Linked DNA regions of Bombyx mori: region 1 is linked to region 2. The links are chromatin contacts, called in public Hi-C maps. All regions are on one chromosome and are shown on one strand. Each heading gives the region's core, a stretch centred on a gene start, on an enhancer-like site or on the middle of the called end of the contact. The rest is flanking DNA. Distances are from core to core; before and after follow the strand shown.

Region 1 (2,700 bases), core at 43-2,542, 48 kb before region 2:
CCAATATCACATTTAGCACTAAATGACAAAAATTCACTCCAAGTTGACACAACGATTTATTTCTTAATCACACATATTTTTTGTCGCCCTCCTCAACCCAATGATAAAAGCAATAAAACCTCTCCTCAAAACTACATCGTGCGATCGCCATCCGCTAGAAAGACCTTCTTCCAGCGGCCGGATAATGAAATAAAAAATCCGTTTGGCGACCTCTATATAAAAAAAAAAAACGATCTAAAAGCGTCGCTTGCGCTTAATGCCTAATGTCCACTGGAATTTTATTGTATACTTTAGTAGCGAGTAAAAATACACGGACAGACGAACGTGAAAAACTTTAGATTGCGGCATTTAGATACGCTGCCATACGTTTCAATGTTTTTTGTGCGTTGTCCGTCTGTCACTCAATAGCGATACTGATTTACAAACTTTATCCTGCAGGACCCATTGTGTGATGTTAGGATATCGACGCAACTGATGCCACGTACCATTCATCATTTTCCATTTGCATATCGTGTCTCATGTCGTTACCATAGTTTTTTTATTTTTTATTATTTAAAAAACTATAGTTTATATATTTATTTACTGAAAATAAAAATCCCATTTAAAGCTGCGAATTTAAATAATAACTATTAATTATCTATTTACACATTTTATAACCATAATGATTTTAATTTTTGATGATTTACATTAAGAAATAATGAAGTATATAATGTTTTCTTACTATAATATGCAATTCATTCGATAAATATTAAGCTTATCGTGATCTTTCATAATATATGTACATATTGTACACACGTTTCATCATTGTTATTTTTGAAGAGATACGAGTATGAGTATCAGGCGATTATCATAATATGAACTTATCAGTTTTACTTCAGACTGCTATTTATAGATAAATAAAACCTTTCAAGGATCCGGGTTTAGAGTTTGTCTTTGAAGTTTCAAAAGCAATCTGTCTTTTTGAGACCGGTTGGCGCAGATAATAAATAATGATGCAGCATTTGCTAATTAGATAAACCATAACGATACCTATTCAAAATACTACCTAATATTACACACATAAACACGAAACTCGTGGTTACAGCAGGACATTTTGACGTTTCGTGACTCGCTCGCGTCAACGGCGCATTGAATCTTGATCTTCGTTTTCCCACGATAACTTTACCACTATTTCGACTGTAGTGCTTTACGAATTTAGTTCTTATATCTTAGCCGGTAACGCTTCAGTAAGATTGACGGATGTAAATGACATTTGAAGTTGGAGATAACATCGGAGCAGAACAACTCGTCGGTGTCTTTCAATTATTCACAAGCGGAATAGTGTGGAGCATGTATATTAAGTACAACTGTTGTATAACTCGAACACATTGATTTTTATCGTCGATAAGCAAATACAGTACATTTGGCAGTCTGTGATAATATCAATTTAACTAGTTTTACATGTGTGAGTGACATGACATGCTGTGAGCTCGTACGATTACTTATTTTGGCTATTTATATACCGCGCGTTCCACTTTGAAGCTTAGGGTAGACGTTATTCCAATGAAATGTAATTTTTTTGTTAAATTTAACTATATAGTTACTGGTTGTAGGACCTCTTGTGAGTCCGCACGGATAGGTACCACCACCCTGCCTATTTCTGCCGTGAAGCAGTAATGCGTTTTGGTTTGAAGGGGGGGGCAGCCGTTGTCGTTTTGGTTTGAAGGGGGGGGCAGCCGTTGTAACTGAGACCTTAGAACTTATATCTCAAGGTGGGTGGCGCATTTACGCTGTAGATGTCTATGGGTTCCAGTAACTACTTAACACCAGGTGGGCTGTGAGCTCGTCCACCCATCTATTTATATAACCAATGGACATGCCAAATTAAATAACTTCACGTCGCCCTATACCAGTATGGCCGGGTACCGTGGGTATCAGTGTTGTTCTATGGTATAGCAATGAGTAGAGACGTAGGTACCGTCTCTACATATTCTAAGTTGTTTCCACATACATACATCACGCGTCTTCTTAAACAATGTACGGCTAATAAGCTGGAAGCATGAGGTCGGCGTGATTTACAATATAATAATAGAAGTTGAGTATTATTTTATGGTCGGGCAGGTGGCATTTGCGGTAAACGACTGAAGCCAAAAGGTCATCGAGGTCCGTGAACCAAATAATTTCAATACATTCGTTCGAAGCGTCGGACGTGGCCTTAACCGCTATCCTGGTATGAACGCAAACGACCGTCTCTGTAGGGGTTCTTTATGTTAAATATAACTCTCATTAGGGTATATTATTATTATTTCTCTGTTGATATGTGTTGGACTGGAACAAATCTTCGATTGAATTATTCAATGACCTGCCTTGCTCTATAATGTATTATTTGAATTACTATCTATTTCTATGCATAATAGAAAAACAGTACGGTTTGAGGCTCAAAACTGAGGTGCAAATTGTAAGATCTGTCCGAAAAGTTAATTATTTTCTTTGTAACGCTCCCACTGGAAGTACTAGTCTAGTACAAGATATATGCGCTTAGTGTAAAGGCACGGACAAATGGACGGTTTTGATTATATTTTTTTAACAAACAAATATAAATTCTTTTACAAAGAATGCAAAAGGAGCTATCGATACGATGTTACCGTGAGTCACCGTGAACATTTTGTATAACTCATGACATCTGAAAAGAATATCCAATTTGAGCTTCGGCTGATCCGA
Region 2 (2,700 bases), core at 15-2,514:
AATTTACACGATCATGCATCATACATCGTAAATATATTTTGATAATTTAAAACACGCTTAATAATATTTACAAAAAGTAAATAAATAATCTATAATAGTACTAACCAAGTCTTACACTGGTTGCCATAATGAAACGCGCGACGCCATGTCTGTTATTACCTTCCACGTGCGAAGAGTGCAAACTACAGCTATCTCATGATGTCTGACATTAATAAAAGGCGCGCATTTCAAAAAAAGGGTTTTTGTCTGTCTAAATCTATGTATATTCTTGCAAGATTTTTTTGGTTTTTACAGTTTCAAGGTTTCTAACAGGAATCTGTATTTTTGAATAAACCATGATCGACTTCTAAAGTAACTGAACAAATAAAAGTAAAAATTGTATTCAACGAATTGAATGAGGATTTTACTAAGAAAACGCCCGAGCTTACGTGTAAACAAGTTTGGCTCCTTCGAGCTCCGGATAGTACGTACTGTCGTCAGTCCGTATTCGTTATCACCTAATGGATCATCAATAGATAGTACACTACATCAGGACATCTCTTCTTCTTCTTTTTCTCCACCTTATCCCACTAGGTCAGCATAGCGAATTTTTCTATTTCATTATATTCTATCAGCCGGCATCTCAACGCTCACTCCTCTTTCTCTCATATCGTCATTCACACACTCCATCCATGTCATCTTCGGACGACCTCTTCTCCCTTTACCTTACACTACCATTTCCACACACCTAGTCACACGCATCTTCTTTCTACGCATCACATATCCATACCACGCTAACCGTCCGCTTTTTAATTTGTTAATTACCGGGGCTACTTTCACACTTTCTCTGATATACTAGACACTCCGATATATACCGGGACGTGACCGTCGCCACCTAGTACTCGAGTGTGTGTGAACAGCCTGGACGGTTACCATCCTCGCGAGAGCAAGGTTCCGAGGTGTCTCTACACTATATGATTTATATTGCGTATTTATGGTTCGGTAGCCGGATAACATGAGGAGCGCCGTAAACACTTCTGACCATCGCATCACGCAGATAGTATAACAGTTATATTGTATCACTTTTCACATGCTGTTACATTTTACATGGACGTTTAGTTTATTTTCGAAGATACAAATAAGGTAGTCTGGTAACATAACATTAATGTTCACTGCACTATTTTTGTAATTTATAATGCGTTGCTTAGAGCGCGAGTTTATTATTCCAAATAAATGAAGTGTTTTACAAATCATTTGTATTCTCTTAATAATTAATAAATAAAAGTCATATTTGATTGTTTAATTTTATTGGACAACATCGAACAGAGAGCTCACTCGGAAGCACAGGCGTGTACACTTAGACAAACATGTGTACCTCAGATTTGTTTTTTATTTTTATTATTTAGATGTGTGGACGGGCTCATGGCCCACCTGGGATTTAGTGGTCACCGGAGCTCATAGACATCTACAACGTAATTGCGCCACCCAAGATATAAGTTCTAAGGTTTCAGTATAGTTACAACGGCTGCCCCACCCTTCAAACCGAAACGTATTATTATTGCTTCACGGCAAAAATAGACAGAACGGTGGTACCTACCCGCGCGGACTCACAACACGTCCTACCACCAGTAATTACGAAAACTATAATTTTGCGGGTTTGATTTTTACTACACAATGTTATTCCTTCACCGTGGGAGTCAATCGTTAGTATCAAGTATGGATATTCATCAGTAAAATCGGTCCCCACCGGCGGGATTCGAGCCCCGGGCGCCGCGTCCGGTCCGAGCGCGTCGGGCGCTTCGCCCCACAGCCTGCGACGACTTCAACTGCTTTTATTCGAACTTATATCGGCGAGTGTCGTTGCGGGCGCCCGGACGAAACTTACCAGCTTTGTGTGTGGACTTGTTTTAAAAGCTTTATATTAATTTACTACAGTAAATACAATCCACGACTTAATAACTTGACTTTACATATCTTTAATTTTTTTTTACATTCTTAGGTCGTTACAAAAATGCACCTTATAACTATACAACAATATTTATTTATAAAAATACAATTATACCTATAAATATACAATTATACCTAAAAATATGTAAAAATTACAATCTCTACACATAGGTCATTTTAATAGGTAACATTTGACAATTCATCAAAATTCAACAACGTAGCCTTGTAACGGCGGGCAAAATAATATATTTTTTCGTTTTGTTACAACTGCACACTTTTTTCAATTATGATTACATATTTATTGTAATAATGATCGATACGAGTAATTTTACGATTTGCTTTCACTAATAAACCATTCTAACAATAATAAACAATTTCTGATCTAAAGAACTGAACGTTGTTACAATGTTTCGTCAGTTAACACTTTTTCTTTTTAAACACTAGGGATGTTACTCTAAAAATCGAAAGCTGATAAGTAAAATCGAATGCAATGATTACTTGTGATCAATAACCACGTTGTGATTATAATAAAACACAATTATATTTATTATTCTTTTAACTAACTATATAAATACAAAAAACAAATAGAAAAATAATTGATGTTAGGTACAATGTAGGTGGGATGTTGTTGGCAACACCAGTGCCTATCGATGACGCCATTGCATGACGCAGCCTTCTGTCGTTGTGCGAAGTGACTGTTTTTGGTGTGCTCTCTGCTATTTTCTTCTGACCCGACTTTTTTATTGGACTGATTTTACTGACTATGTTTACCTG

The links. Hi-C and Micro-C count contacts between places; a contact is called where the count stands out from the background.
Region 1: a contact with region 2 is called in a Hi-C map of middle silk gland, with 3 times the contacts expected there. The contact joins the enhancer-like site here to the promoter of LOC101743642 in region 2. A contact is called at or near these places in 7 of 7 Hi-C or Micro-C datasets (middle silk gland, midgut, posterior silk gland and 2 more).

The regions. Positions count from the first base shown.
Region 1 is chr12:650,608-653,307 of ASM3026992v2, reverse strand. All of the region lies in intron 2 of LOC101743642, which reads right to left. Among protein-coding and RNA genes, the nearest start is that of LOC101745085, 26 kb to the left of the region's middle. Within about 2 kb of position 1,292, at least 4 of the 8 cell types and tissues checked have open chromatin away from gene starts, as enhancers often do.
Region 2 is chr12:602,714-605,413 of ASM3026992v2, reverse strand. It overlaps LOC101743642, which reads right to left and starts at 1,264. Exons shown (of 7, transcript XM_021348484.3): 1 at 1-1,264. LOC101744940 reads right to left here. Exons shown (of 7, transcript XM_038014441.2): 7 at 1,932-2,700.